5 separate regions of the Mus musculus genome follow, and regions 1, 2, 3 and 4 are each linked to region 5. The links are chromatin contacts, called in public HiChIP or PLAC-seq and promoter capture Hi-C maps. All regions are on one chromosome and are shown on one strand. The core of a region is the stretch at or near the end of the contact, and the rest is flanking DNA. Distances in the headings are between cores, read along the strand shown. Region 1 holds the start of 1110038B12Rik (RIKEN cDNA 1110038B12 gene). Region 2 holds the start of D17H6S53E (DNA segment, Chr 17, human D6S53E). Region 3 holds the start of Sapcd1 (suppressor APC domain containing 1). Region 4 holds the start of Hspa1l (heat shock protein 1-like). Region 5 holds the start of Ddr1 (discoidin domain receptor family, member 1).

Region 1 (2,700 bases), core at 107-2,606, 750 kb before region 5:
TTGCAGAGCTATATAAAGCCAAAACTCCTGGGGACTGAAATTTAACTGCTAAAACCTTTAACGAAAAAAGGTGGCATGGGCCGGAGAGATGGCTCATAACCATGTGTAATGGGATCTGACGCCCTCTTCTGGTGTGTCTGAAGACAGCAATAGTGTACTCACAAACATCTAAATCTTAAAAAAAAAAAAAAAAAGGTGGTTGGAGCCAGGACTAAGGCCATCCTGAATTGAGAGCCCGTCTAAATACCCAAAAGCATAGTCTAAAACAGTGGCTCTCAACCTGTGTCACCAAGGAACCCTTACATAGGGGTCCCAGACAGGACAGCCTGTGTTATCACAATAGCAAACTTTAGTTATGAAGATACAAGGAAAATAAAACCGATGGTTAGGAACATCACAGCCCGAGGAACTGCATTAAAGGCCCTCAGGAAGGCTGAGACCCACTGCCGTGGACTAGCATACAGAACTTAAAGGCACAAGAAATAATCAAGGCAGCTCCTGGATCCACCATAGATTTAGAGTTAGGGAGATTAGTTAAGATCTAAAAACAAAAAGATGGCTGGGTGGTAGCTTGCTTGGAGACTGGCTAATGCAGGCAGGATATTAAGAACAAAACAAGGGCCAGTCGGTGGTGCTGTATGCATTTAATTCCAGAGAGTAGAGGCAGGCGGATCTGAGATCAGGGCTACATGGAGAAACCCTGTCTCGAATCCACCCCTTCCAAAAAGTCAAGCCAAGAGACAAGCATGCCAGTGAAACCTAAGACTAACCTTTCTTCAGGTGTAGGCAGCTGGCGTGTGTCCTCAAATCCCTACCAGAAAGCAAGACACAGAGGTAAATTACTCAGAACTCTAGGCCACTCAAAACCCACGCCACTGCCGATTTTGGACCCGGGGACGGTCAGCGCGCTGCGGTGATGGCGTCAGCGAGACACTCAGAATCACCAGAAATCATCATTACTGTCCTCTCCCCGAAACCAGCCCCTCCTCACACCGCCTACCTCTCGCCAGCATGCGCTTACCATTGTGCTACTGGGTACGGCTGGCGTGGGCCAGGAACCTGGAAGAGATCATTGAATGAGCACAGGTCGTAGAGACCCCGGCCTGCAGCCCCCACCCCGGCCTGGGTCAGTTACAAGGAGTGGCGTCACGTGGACATCAGAAACTCTAGTCTGTAAATGTGGGTCATCATACCCGGCCCCACACCGCAGAGCCCTCCCCACAGGACCCCAGGATACCTGCGGCACGAGGCGGACCCATGCCTTGCTCTCCGGAGTCCTCAGACCCTGCCCAGACCGGTGGAGAACAAAGAAGGGTGAAAACACGGCAAACCGTGTGGGCGGGTGCACAAAGAGACCCGTGTGCCGCCCGCCTCGGCCATTTATACCCACGCCTGGCCCGGGGGTCCTGACGGACATAGTCGTCTTCTCATATGCCTGACTTGATCGCGCTGACAAATGCGAAGGGAACAAAGAGGAATCATGTTTCTTACTGTCCTAAGTAGAGAATCATGTATATGACGACAATTTGATAAACTACCAATCCAAAGGAAAGAAAAAAAAAAAAGAAAGAAAGAAACAGGCAGCCTAATCGGCCAAGATTGGGTAAAGACCCTGGAGCTCCTACAGGATAGGTCAGCTCTTTGGTCTCCTTTAGGCTTATGGCTTTGCGGATTCTGTACTCATGTTTGGATCCAGTCTACCCAGGAGGACTCATATTGCCTACACCTAGCAGAAAAATCTGAATTTGCACCTCAGCTTCTGCTCTCCGTTAAAAAGAAAAAAAAAAGAAAAAAAAAAGATTACTGAGTGCTCTGCTGCATGTACACGTGCGTGCCAGAAGAGGGCATCAGATTCCCTTATACATGGTCACGAGCATTTGGTTGCTGGGAATTGAACTCAGGACTTCAGGAAAAGCAACCAGTGCTCTTAACTGGTGAGCCATCTCACCAGCCCCAACATTTTTATTTAAAGGGGGATAAAAGCCACACACACACAAACACACATCTGGCTCATAGTCTAAGATGGGTTCCAACCATGCCTACAATTACAGGCGTGACACACTACTATGTTGAGAGAGAGAGAGAGAGAGAGAGAGAGAGAGGGGGGGGGGGTCGGTTTCAAGACCGGGTTTCTCTGTGTAACCCTGACTGTCCTGGAACTTGCTCTGTAGACTAGGCTGGCCTCGAACTCACAGATATCTACTTGCCTCTGCCCTGAGTGCTGGGATTAAAGGCATACAACACCACTGGCCAGCTTTTAAGAAATATTTTTAGATTGATTGTATTTGTGTCTATGTGTGTTAGAGGAAGTTGTAAGCCACCTGGTGATAGGTGCTGGGAACTGAAGCCAGGTCCTTAGAAAGATCAGTAAGTGCTCCTGACCACTGAGCCACTGCTCCAGCCCCTTTGTCTTTTTTTTTTTTTTTGAGACAGCAATTCTGTACCATGACGGTCAACATTCCTACTTCCTTTTCCTAAATGCTGAAATTACATGTGCAAGGCACTATACGCTTCTCTATCTTCATTTTAAAATACATTTTAGCCAGAAGCAGTGGTGCACAACTTTAATCCTAGCACTTGAGAGGCAGGGGCAGGTAGATCTCTTTGAGTTCAAGGCCAGCCTGGGCTACGCAGTGATGAGATAGTGCCTCAGAACATAACTAAAATTTAAAATCTAAGAATCCTATAGTAGCCGGGCAG
Region 2 (2,912 bases), core at 107-2,606, 570 kb before region 5:
TGACAAGTATCACAAACCAAGTGTGCTATGTGTTGGAGAGGGGCGGGCATAGCTTGGTTAGAGCACCTGCCTAACACTGGGAAGACCCTGGGTGGGGCCCCTCTCCAAGACAAGATGCATCCAAAAGATGCTGCTGACATTGGGAGAAAAGCCAAAGATACTTTGCTCTGCTCTGCCTGATACAAACCTTGAACTTGAGGAAGCCAGCTGTGATGAAGTGTAATACCTTGTGGTAGGGAAGTTAAAAGTCCCCAGAGAGGAAGTAGAGTCCTGCAGGATTGGCCAATACAACTAATGTCATCCAACCTGTGTGACATTCTAGCTGTGACCAGAGCTCTGACCTCCCAGATAAAAAGTTCAAGATGAACTTTTTTTCTTTTTGTTTTTTGAGACACAGTCTCTCACTATGTGTAGACCAGGCTGGCATCAAACTCAGCTAAAACTGGTTCTGGAGTGCTACATGGGGCTTAACCTAGGGCTTCATACCTGCTTACTGAGTTAGGATTCCAAGGCTTAAGGCAGTCCTAAGAGATCATTTCACTCCCTGAAAACCAGGCAATATGCTTTTCTACACTTCTCTTACGTACTTGGCACCCCCAATCCCTTGAGATGCTTATACAGAGTGCTAGGAACATGAAAGCTTTCAAATCCCAGTCTGGAAGGCCAAAGGGCGGCTGCTTAAATCACGTGGCTCCTGTTATTTACCTTTCTGGACCAGCATTACAAGATATCTCAGGTGAGAAATGGAGGAATGGCGGGGGTTGTGAGAAAGAACCACAGAGAGGCTGGAATCGTCACACAGGGAAGCAGTGGCAAGAGGATCGACTCAAAGGCAGTCTGGGCAACATATGTCCAAGCCTTTCCTGAGCTATATATATCCTGAGCTATATATATATATATATATATATATATGGATCTAAGCTACATATATAGGGGACCTGTCCTTAAAAACAAAGCTGGGCAGTGGTGCAGCGTGCCTTTAATCAAGGAGACAAGAGGCGGGCAGATCTCTTTTGAGTTCAAGGCCAGTCTGGTCTACCGAGCTAATTCAAGATAGCTAAAGTTACATTGAAAAACAAAACAAAAAAATCCCAAACTAAGGGCTAGAATACCTAACCAGTGTCAGCGGCGGGAAGGTCTGGGAGGTGAGCAGCCGAACCCGGGTTCGTGCTCAGGGTCTGGTCTTAGGTGGTCCTCTCTCTACGCCTGCGCTAGTGAATCGCGGGGGCTTCGGAGGAGGTCGCTCTGTCGAGTCCGCCTCACGGGTTGCGGAGCTCCGCCCCCGCTGGTCCCTCCCGACCCGGTACAGCTGCTTCCGGGCTCGCACGGCTCCCGGAGGCCGCTCCCCGGACGCTGGGCCCCACAGCTACTCGCTGCGCGAGCACCCAGACGCCTGGGTCCCCAGGTAGGCCTGTACTGTGTCTTGCGTCTGCGATCTCCAAGGACATCTCTGTTCTGACCTTGCGGAGGCCGCGTCTCAGCTGCGCCCTCGCGGGACAGTAGGGCCACTTTTTGGAATGATAGCTTCCTAAGTTAAGGGATGCACTTAACTGACTGGAGTTCGCTAGACACTTCCATCCCGTCTTCCTCTCAACAGAGACTTCCTGTTCCTTGAGCTCCCTTGGGCAGCGATTTGAAGGTTCCTCAGTTTCAGGACCGAAGGACCCTGGGCCACCACCTTCTTTCCTTCAATGGAACACCACCTCTCCCCTTTCTGGGGCACCTTGGGATGTGGTCTTGGTGAGTGAAACTTGGGGTGCTGACTGCTGGGAAGGAAATCTGAAAGCACAGAACATTGTGGGGGTGACCCTGGCCTTATCGGGCTCTAGAAGTCTTGTTAGTGTGTGGGGTGGCAAATGGATTTCTTTTCCCTTAGACTGACACGGAAGCAGGCCATTTACCACACTTGGGGCTGTGTGAGTCCTTTCTGAATTCAGAGTAGGACAATATCACCAAGCAGACACCTCTTCTGAACCGGAACTGATTCTGGCTTCGGAGGAGATCCTGAGAATCTTACGCAGAGTCAGGAAGTGGTCACAGATTTGGGAAGCGCATTGCACAGCTCAGTCATGTTCCTTCGACGGCTTGGTGGCTGGCTACCTCGACCTTGGGGTCGAAAGAAATCAACAAAGGCTGATTTGCCTGCCCCAGAACCCAGATGGGTGGACAGCTCCCCGGAGAATTCGGGGAGTGACTGGGACAGTGCTCCAGAGACCATGGGAGATGTGGGGCCCCTTAAGACCAAGGATTCAGGAACACGGAGACCCCCCGGGGCTGCTCCAGAGTCTAGCAGGGACCTCAAAGTGGATCAACTGGGGAGCAAAAGAATGGATTCCCTCAAGCGGGACAAGACTGCCTCTACCATTCAAGAGCCTGCAAGACTGGAGTCTGGAGGGGCCATTCCCAAACTAGACTGGGATCCTGTGGATTCAGGTGGCGTGAAGAACCTTGGAGTGTCCGCTCAAGGGAGACTAGGCACCATTGGGCCAGAAGCCCTGTTGGAGAAACCTGGTCGCCGTCAGAAGCTGCTGCGTTGGTTACGGGGGGAACCAGGGGCTCCTTCACATTACCTGCAGGACCCAGAGGAGTACCTGCAGATCTCTACCAACTTGACCCTGCACCTGCTGGAGCTGCTTGCCACAGCCCTGCTGGCTCTGTGCTCCAGGCCACTCCGAGCCATCTTGGATGCTTTGGGCCTTCGAGGACCTGTGGGCCTCTGGCTTCATGGGCTGCTATGTTTCCTGGCCGCCCTACATGGGCTCCACGCTGTGCTGAGCTTACTTACTGCCCACCCCCTGCATTTTGCCTGCCTCTTTGGCTTGTTGCAGGCCCTGGTGCTGGCTGTCAGCCTCCGGGAACCTGTTGAAGATGAGGAGACCGCTGATTGGGAGAGTGAGGGGCAGGAGAGGGAG
Region 3 (2,812 bases), core at 216-2,715, 670 kb before region 5:
CCAGAAGTTCTCTTGCCCTGACATTCCCTCCTGGTCCTGGACTGTGTGGGAGTCAGCCAGTGCATATGGACGAGGCTAAATCAGTACGACTCCAAAAGCCCCGTCCGTCCCCGAAGTCTAGAAATTAAAACTAATAAACTCACCTTGTGAATCAGACTGTGCAGACAAGCATTCACCTTTTGAATCCGGGTTAGCAGAGGGGCATCAGTCTCTGAATGCAAGTCCATCAGAAAGTCCTAGGCAGGGTTGGAGGGTGACCGAGTGCTGGAGACAGGTCCTCCTGCCACTTCCTCACCACGGGCCACTCTTCTCATCAGATTCCCTTCTCCCAGAACCCTTCCAGACAGATGGAAAGGCCAGCCCTCTCTCTCCACCTCCATCTTTTTTTTTTTTTGGTTTTTGGAGACAGGGTTTCTCTGTAGCCCTGGCTGTCCTGGAACTCACTCTGTAGACCAGGCTGGCCTCGAACTCAGAAATCTGCCTGCCTCTGCCTCCCAAGTGCCGGGATTAAAGGCGTGGGCCACCACTCCACCTCCATCTCTTAAAATTGCAGTCAGTTCCTTTCAAACTACCTGGAACCCCACCCCCACCCTGGAACCCCACCCCCACTCCTGTTCCTTATGGGTCTTCTCCCCCCCCCCCCCCCCCCGCCCAGTGAGAGACACCCAGGCCACTCTCTGATTCTCTGTGGGGTGCTCAGATGGAGTCCCTCTGAATGGAATGCAGACCACTTCTTCCAGCACAATGAACACTGGTGGCTGTCCTGTCATTTCCAATGCTATTCCAGTTCATGTGCCCTGCCCGTTAACCCTCCCCTTCCCAGAGCAGCCTTTGAGGTCCACGTGCTCCCTGCTTCTCCCTCCCCAGCCCGTGCACAGATGGCTGCCCCCTACCTCGCCAAGGGCCCCCAGCTGCAGCTGCCGTTGCTGGGTCTCCCTCAGCCGGTCTGCGAACCAGGCCTGGCCATGCTCCAGCAGCTCCAGGCCCTGCCACAGAGCATCTTGTTCCCTCTCCAGAGCCTGCATCATCTGCAGCTGGCTTAGAGGAGACACAGGCCAAAACGACTCACTCCCAGCAGGACCCTAGGTATGGCAATCTCCTCTAAAGGGCTCACTATCTGATCACTAAGGATTTGAATAACAAAGGAATACAGAGGGAAAGTCTGTGGGTCCTCAGTTGAGAGGAAATATATGCAGGGTACATCATGGGAGGGGATGTCCCAAGACTGAGTTGGTCTCGCACTCACCCAGAGGAAGAAGTTCTGGGCTCCTGGGTCTTGGCGGCTTGTCCCCAGTGGTAGCAGCAGAACAGTGTAGGGCGCTTGCACCAGGGGTGGCCCACCAGGACCTGGGCTCTCCATGGCTCTAAAGTAGGAAGGGCGGAGCCGGGGCTGGTCCCTCCCCAACCCATCTTCTACCCATCCTGCCTTGTCTTTCAGCCTGTGAGGCCAGGATAATTCTTAAGGCAACAGATAGCTTCCCTTAAACTGTGTGTCAACCTTCATTTTTGTTTTTGTGGTTTTTGTTTTGTATAGTCTGTTGGAAGTAGCTTGTCCTCATTGAGTCCCAAGGACAGAATCTAAATTTATTTAAAGTTTTATTTAGAGTCAGGGTCTCCCTGTGTAGCCTAGCTAGCCTGGAACTCACTATATAGACCAGGCTGGCCTCAAACTCAGAGCTCCACCTGCCTTTGTCTTCCCAGTGGTAGAATTAAAGGTCTGCACCATCGTACCTGCATTTATTTATTTATACCACCATTCCTGACTAAATGTAATTATCTACTTGTTAGTTTATGTGTATGTGTGTGTCCATGAGCTTATGTGTATTCCATGTGTCCCAGAGCCCCTGAGACTAGAAGAGGGTGTAAGATCCCTTGGAACTGGAGTGACACACAGATGTGACCCACCATGTGGTTCTTGGAACCAAAGCCACTTTCTCTGCAAGAGCAGTCAGTGCCTCTAATCACTGAGCATCTGCCCAGCCCAACTGTCACTATATTTGAGTGACTTCCCCCTGTCCCAGCTGATGTCCTGTTGGGTGACCTAAGGAAACACCTTGATCTAAAATAAGCTTTATTCCTAGCACAAGACACAATGTGCAAACTGAGAACTCTGCAGTAAGGGAAAAAAAAAAACCCGAAAAGGCATGGTAGGCCCCGGGGCTCAGGTAGCTGGGAGGCGAGGGAGGACTCTCAGAGGATGGTGGGAGCAGCGGGCAGCACTTCCTGACTAATGAAAATGTCCAGGTCCAGGGTGGGATCCTCCAAGTCCAGTTTTAGAAACGTATCCACCAGTGCCTGGCAGCTGCAGGAGAGACAGAACAGTGTGGCTGCTGGGTCGCCAACTCCCTATGCAGACAGAGGGGAGGGTCTGTGCGGGAAACTGCAGCCTTGGAGAGCCAAGCGTTTCAAAAGCAGCCATGGATACTGAGTTGGTTTTGTTTGTCGTTTTCTGACAAGGTCTTGCTATGTAGCTCAGGCTGGCCTTGAACACCAGGCTTACAGGCACGTGCCCGTGCCACACCTGACTTGGTGAGGAGAAGGAGGAGGAGGAGGAGGAGGAAGAGAGCACGGGGCTGCAGAAAGATGGCTGGGGCCAGGTGAGGGAGAACACAGGAGCTGTGGGGAGCATGGCAGGCCCCACTCACTTTTCCATTTGGTTCCTCCTCAGAAGCTCATTCGTGGCCTTGATGGGTTTCCCACTGCGGATCAAGTCTGAGACCTAGCACAGAGGCACAGGGAGGATGGGGTGAGGACGTTAGGGAAGAGGGGAAATGAGGGTCAGAAGTCCTGTGGGCCTACAAGTCCAGAGTTT
Region 4 (2,874 bases), core at 143-2,642, 730 kb before region 5:
GAACGTGCCGCCCCCCAGGTCGAAGATGAGCACGTTGCGCTCGCCCTTGCCGGTCCGGTCCAGCCCGTAGGCGATGGCGGCCGCCGTGGGCTCGTTGATGATCCGCAGCACGTTTAGACCGGCGATCACGCCCGCGTCCTTGGTGGCCTGCCGCTGAGAGTCGTTGAAGTAGGCGGGCACCGTGATCACCGCGTTGGTCACCGGGTGGCCCAGGTACGCCTCAGCGATCTCCTTCATCTTCGTCAGCACCATGGACGAGATCTCCTCCGGGAAGAACGACCGGCTCTCGCCCTTGTAGTTCACCTGCACCTTGGGCTTGTCGCCGTCGTTCACCACCTGGAAGGGCCAGTGCTTCATGTCGGACTGCACCACCGCATCGCCGAACTTGCGGCCGATCAGCCGCTTCGCGTCGAACACGGTGTTCTGCGGGTTCAGCGCCACCTGGTTCTTGGCGGCGTCTCCGATGAGGCGCTCGGTGTCGGTGAAGGCCACGTAGCTGGGGGTCGTGCGGTTGCCCTGGTCGTTGGCGATGATCTCCACCTTGCCGTGCTGGAACACGCCCACGCACGAGTAGGTGGTGCCCAGGTCGATGCCGATCGCCGTGTTCTTGGCCATGGCGCCGCGCTCTGCTTCTGGAAGGCTGCGCTCCGCGGCGTGGATGCTCCGGGGAAAGTTGCGCTCCGCGGCAGGGATGCTCCTGGGAAGGTTGCGCTCCGCGGCAGGGATGCTCTGGGGAAGGCTGGTCCTGGCCGAGGATCGGGAACGCGCCGCTCGCTCTGCTTCTCTTGTCTTCGCTTGTCTCTGGATGGAACCAGATTTGGTTCTGAGTAGCTGTCAGCGTCTGGTGACCTGCTCGCCGCCCTGCGCCTTTAAGGAGTCTTCACCGGCCCCGCCCACTCTCCGCTGGGCCAATCAGCGAGCCGGAGGAGGCCTTGGGGCCAGGAATCTTCCAGCAGTTTCGCGTCTGGTGGAGCTTCCCCGCCTCCCTTGAGTAATCGGAGTTGTGGGTTCCGCCCTTGTCCAGAACTCTCCAGAGGTTTCTGGGGTTCACTGGAGAGTACGGATTCCTGAGGGGGAGGGTGTGGGGAAGTGCTGGTGCTACTAGTGACACTGTTGCTATGGCGACGCATTACTAAGGCCTGTGTGGAATGGACAAGAAAGATCACCTCTAGCTCGGTGTTGTGTACAGTTTGTTGTGATTTGTGGGGTTTCGCCAACTCGCACAGTTCTGAATATGGGGGTTAAAGGCTAAAACTTAAGGGCTAAAACTTCTCCCCGCCAAGTTTAGGAGACCCAGGGAGATGCCTGGGGGCGTGTCCGGTGACGTGATCCTCTCCAATCGCGTTACAATGGCAGTGCTGCCTCTGACCTCATGGACTAATTTAGGAACTAGAGGCTCTGTCCCAGCACAGGCTCAAAGTTGCCGGGAGGGGCGGGGTGGGGGGTGGGGGGGACCCCGGCTGCTCAGTTTGGATGTTCCTGGAGCTCCCTGCTCGTAGGGGCTCAGCGACTTCAAATTTTCCAAACTGGATCGAAGGCGTAGAGATCCCAGGTGAGCTGGGAAGGCTCTGATTGGAGTGGGGCAGAAGCCTCTGTGTCCCAGTTGGTCCTCGTTTGATGGGTTGAGAATTTTCTTAGGTTTGACTGATTTACAGTCATGGTCTATTGGAAGCCACCATCCTTAGGCCTCATCGTCTTTAAGTGTTGGGATTACTATGTGGCTCTTCACACACAGATCCCCAGTTGTATTAATTTTGGGGTTGGTGGTTGGCAATCAAGAAGAAATGGGGCTGGACGCTTGAGGGACACAAGTGGCTGGAATTAGTCTGAGCTCAAATCGGAGGCAGACATCTTAAGACCTTTTTGAATATGGTATTGACCCTGAAGACAGGAGTTACAATCAAGAGAGGGACCGAAGCCTAGGATTCCAGCACTCCGGATTTTCAGACAGGATGGCTGCGGAGATGGGGCTGGTGTGGGAACAGGGTCGAAGATGAGACTTTGAGCCCTACTTCTATGAAAAGCTAGAAAAGTTGCTGGGAGCCGCCTGGAGGCTCAAGCCTTTAATCCCAACTGTTAGGAATGGAGGCAGAGTATTGCCTGAGCTACATAGTTGGACCCTGACTCTTCTTTTCTTTTTTTTTTTTTTTAAGCTTGGAGGGTGCGGGGATCCTAACAGCCATCCTTAGAGTGAGCTAAATTACTCCACCATAGGTTGCTAAGGAAGGCAACCTGATCTGAGGAAAGCCTAGTGCATGTCTTTAATGGTTTGTCTGTCTCTGTGTGTGTGTGTGTGTCTGTGTATCTGTCTGTCTGTCTGTCTGTGTGTGAGAAGAGGCTGTCTCACCCCCTGAATGAGACAGTTATGAGCTGCCCGCTATGTGTGTGTCTGTGTGTGAGAAGAGGCTGTTTTATCCCTGGATGAGACAATTATGAGCTGCCTGCTGTCTCTCTCTCTCTCTCTCTCTCTCTCTCTCTCTCTCTCTCTCTCTCTCTCTGAGAGAGAGAGAGAGAGAGAGAGAAGAGGCTGTGTCACCCCCTGGGGTAGGCCAGTTATGAGCTGCCCGCTGAGGGTTTGGGAACTGGGCTCAGGTTCTCTAGAAGAGCAGGAGGCCCCTGTCACTGCCACCTCTTAGGTGCCCCCAATATGTCTTAAGGAGTTCAGAACACAGTCTTAGGAGGCAGGTAGACAAGTGTGGTCCCACAGTAAAATATATCACTGACATAGGAAGAGTAGAGTTGATTTCGGTCCTGTAGGAAATGGAGGATACAGACCCACCCTTGGGGTAGCTGAGAACACTGTTGTCTACCATCTATGTAAGTCCTTTCCCATGAAAGCCAGGTCTGGATGTGGGTGTGTGAACCTATGCTAAC
Region 5 (2,891 bases), core at 94-2,593:
GGGGCCGCATTAGTCTTCTCTGTATCTTTCCAATTTTAGTATATGTGTTGCCGAAGCCAGCACCACTCCACACAGATCTTGACATCTTCTGTGTGTGCGTTTGATTTCTTTGTGTTGCTTTGGGGCGGGGAGAAGGACTGGTTAGTTGCTTGGGTTTTGTTGTCTCACTGTGTAGCCCTGGCTAGCCTGGAACTCAGAGAGATTCTCCTGCCTCTGCCACTCGAGTGCTGGAACTAAAGACCTGTACTCCTAACAGCAAGATAGTTGGTTGGGGTTTTTGTTTGTTTGTTTTGTTTTGTTTGAGACAAGGTCTCAAGTTCAACTACGATGCCAAGGAAGGCTGACCTTCAGTTCTTTATCACCAGAGGCTAATTACAGGTGTGTGCCACAAACCCCGAGGTAATCTATAAAGTCAGATCTCACCATTTAGCGAATACTAAACGGCAGACACAAGCTCCTATAATCAGAAGACAAAGTGAGCCACACGCAGGCCCTGAGGTACAGGATCCTCAGAGAACGGAGCCACCCACCCCCAAACATCCAGAGTGACTGAGCCAGAGGGAAGCCAAGAGCAGGCAGGAACAGGTGGGACTCAGGTGGGAAGAACAGCAAGAAAAACAAGGACCATCTCTCCCTGTTCTCAAGCATTCTACTGTGTGTGACCTGTCCCTACAGTGAGTGCCACACGAGTCTGGACACACCTCCATCCTTCTCAGCCACTCAGTTGTAGGCCAGCCGGGCGGTGGCTGGGAGAGGGGGTGCTGAAAAGAATTGCCTGGCCAGAAAGGGAGCCTGGGAGCGTTGCTCATTGGGCGGTGACCTCGTCTCTTGGCACAACCCGGCAACCACGGAGCGTGGCTGGTCTGGTAGGTTGGGCGTCAGGCTGGCTCCCTCTGGCCTGGGCAGCTTAACCGAGCATGTCCGTAAGCATGGCACCGGAGGTTGAGGGGTAGGCACCGATAGGATGACTCAGTGGGCTACATATGCGCGCACCTGTCCTCTTGGAGTTAGGTTCTCCCCTCACCCAAGAAAAGAGAGGTCCTCGCTCTCTTTTCGGAATAGTTTCTCGGAAAGTCAGGACCCTCTGCTTTGGATGGAGAGTCAAAATCCCGGGGCAGCAAACATAACTGGGGTTCCCCAACCCGCTCCCCTTGCCTCTTGCTCGTCCCCGCCTCAGTCCCTACCTCTCATGGCTCTCCGGGGCGGACCCGGGCGTCAGGCCCCGGCTTGGGGCCTCCTCGGCGGCGGGGCGCGGGAGGGGAGCGCAGGCGCCGGCGGGGCTCGGGTGTCGGGAGGCGGCTCCCGCGAGCAGCTGTCGGGGGCCTGTTCCGGGGAGAGGAGCCAGCGCGGGGCCGGATCGCGCCCAGGCGCCGCCTCCCCGCGCCCGTCCCCCGCCGGTACTCCCGCCCCGGCGCCCGCGCTCCCACGCCCGGCGCCGCCCCTCGCTCCTCTCCTAGTGCGGTACCCGCCCTGCAAGTGCTCCCCAGCGCGTAGCCTCCACTAGGTGATCCGCACGCCCATCCCCCGCCACCCCGATGCTGGGGTACAGCAGCACCATCAGGGGCCCGCTAAGCCCCCTAGGGACCCCGCGCGGTGGCTCGGGGGTGGGGAGAGTTGGCGCCGTCCCTCCTCCCCTTTTTCTGGGCTCGGTTCCTGGAGAGAGGGAGAGAAGCACGGAGAAGCGGCCCCAGGGCACGCAGGAAGGAACGGGTTCCCACAGGCCCAGCACCGGAGCGAGAGCTGCAGCCCGGCTGGGGGAAGGGAGCCGGGCTCACCTGTCTAGCCAGACCCTCTAGGTTCACACTCCACCCCATTTGTCACCATTTGGCACACACCCCTCCTCCGGATCCCAACCTAAATCACTCCCCCCATCCCCGCGCGCCCCAAGTCTGAGAGCCGGTCACACTCTTTTAGTCTCAACTTTTTTCTGTTCCCTTCTTCCAGAACCTCTCCCCAGCTTGGCAGCTCCCTCCTGTCTTCTCAGGATCCCTGAGATTCAAACCCCCAAGCTCCGGATCCCCCTGGGATCCCTGCTTCATCCAGGCTAACTCTGCAGTCTTTCTCAGGCAAGCCTCCCTCAGTCCCAGTCAGTCAGCTCGGTCCCTGGTGGAAGCCGCAGAGTCTGGCTTCTGGCAAGGAGAAGGGCAAAATGGAGCCAAGACGAGGTGGGGGTGGGGGAGGAAGATAGATAGGCGCCCTGAAAAATAAAGACACTGCCCAAAGCACAGGAACGCATGACCCAGGGATACAAGGAGACAATGAACGGAGAGAGCTGCTGAGCCATGGACCGGAGAGATAGAGGCAGGGAGGACAACAGAGCTAGTGTGGGAGTGTGGGAGGTGTTCCGTCCCATTCAGCACCACCTGTCATTCCTACCTCTCTCCAACGCCACCCCCCCCCCCATACCTGCCAAGTCCCCGGATAATGTCAGGTCACAGTAAAGTCTCCGGTCTCACCACCCGGTTACAAACACATCCCAACTGACTCAAAACTCACACCCAAAAAGCATTTCCAAAGAGTCTCAAGAAAGACACGAAGTCCAAACAAACCAAGACAAGTACACACAAAAAACCTACCAGGAAGATAAGCTGCCCCTAGGGAGAAGCCAAGGCAGGCTGGGTCTCCAGTTTACAAACCCAGGGACGTTCCAGCTGCTGAAGGACCTGCTAATGGCTCCCATGGCCACTGGGAGAACTGCCTACGACCTTTTCACCTAGACCTTAGGGGACACCCACCCCGACTCCCCAAATCACCTACCCCTCTGCAGACAGCGATTGGAAATCTGGGTCCTGCAGAGACTGGGCGGGGTGTGGAGCTTGGCTGGGGGTGGGGCCAAGGTTTCCCAGTAACCTCACCTGCGCTGGCGGCAGCCCCTCCTCCCAGGAGGGCCG

What was found. Promoter capture Hi-C pulls out the DNA fragments that hold promoters and counts their contacts. HiChIP or PLAC-seq counts read pairs in DNA pulled down with a chosen protein or histone mark.
Region 1: a contact with region 5 is called in an HNF4G HiChIP or PLAC-seq map of pancreatic cancer cells. The contact joins the promoter of 1110038B12Rik here to the promoter of Ddr1 in region 5.
Region 2: a FOXA1 HiChIP or PLAC-seq map of pancreatic cancer cells shows a contact between it and region 5. The contact joins the promoter of D17H6S53E here to the promoter of Ddr1 in region 5.
Region 3: a promoter capture Hi-C map of embryonic stem cells shows a contact between it and region 5. The contact joins the promoter of Sapcd1 here to the promoter of Ddr1 in region 5. A contact is called at or near these places in 2 of 39 promoter capture datasets (embryonic stem cells and liver).
Region 4: an HNF4G HiChIP or PLAC-seq map of pancreatic cancer cells shows a contact between it and region 5. The contact joins the promoter of Hspa1l here to the promoter of Ddr1 in region 5.

Annotation. Positions count from the first base shown.
Region 1 is chr17:34,951,115-34,953,814 of GRCm38.p6, forward strand. It overlaps 1110038B12Rik (RIKEN cDNA 1110038B12 gene), which reads right to left and starts at 1,357. Exons shown (of 4, transcript NR_015536.1): 1 at 1,238-1,357; 2 at 1,022-1,059; 3 at 771-811. LOC115488834 (a small nucleolar RNA gene) reads right to left here and starts at 961; the gene lies at 899-961.
Region 2 is chr17:35,125,046-35,127,957 of GRCm38.p6, forward strand. It overlaps D17H6S53E (DNA segment, Chr 17, human D6S53E), which reads left to right and starts at 1,357. Exons shown (of 3, transcript NM_033477.2): 1 at 1,357-1,405; 2 at 1,598-1,740; 3 at 1,877-2,912. The coding sequence starts at 2,070. It overlaps Gm20522 (predicted gene 20522), which reads right to left and starts at 1,298. Exons shown (of 3, transcript NR_168268.1): 1 at 1,113-1,298; 2 at 188-270.
Region 3 is chr17:35,026,551-35,029,362 of GRCm38.p6, forward strand. Sapcd1 (suppressor APC domain containing 1) reads right to left here and starts at 1,466. Exons shown (of 4, transcript NM_023893.4): 1 at 1,247-1,466; 2 at 894-1,034; 3 at 144-236. The coding sequence starts at 1,360. It overlaps Msh5 (mutS homolog 5), which reads right to left. Exons shown (of 25, transcript NM_001146215.2): 24 at 2,646-2,719; 25 at 2,055-2,302. The coding sequence ends at 2,191. It overlaps Gm52318 (a long non-coding RNA gene), which reads left to right and starts at 998. Exons shown (of 2, transcript XR_003952415.1): 1 at 998-1,086. It overlaps Vwa7 (von Willebrand factor A domain containing 7), which reads left to right. Exons shown (of 17, transcript NM_138582.1): 17 at 1-191.
Region 4 is chr17:34,971,311-34,974,184 of GRCm38.p6, forward strand. It overlaps Hspa1l (heat shock protein 1-like), which reads left to right and starts at 1,393. Exons shown (of 2, transcript NM_013558.2): 1 at 1,393-1,552. Hspa1a (heat shock protein 1A) reads right to left here and starts at 846. Exons shown (of 1, transcript NM_010479.2): 1 at 1-846. The coding sequence starts at 615.
Region 5 is chr17:35,699,247-35,702,137 of GRCm38.p6, forward strand. Ddr1 (discoidin domain receptor family, member 1) reads right to left here and starts at 1,344. Exons shown (of 18, transcript NM_001198833.1): 1 at 1,185-1,344. It overlaps LOC115488883 (a small nuclear RNA gene), which reads right to left and starts at 63; the gene lies at 1-63.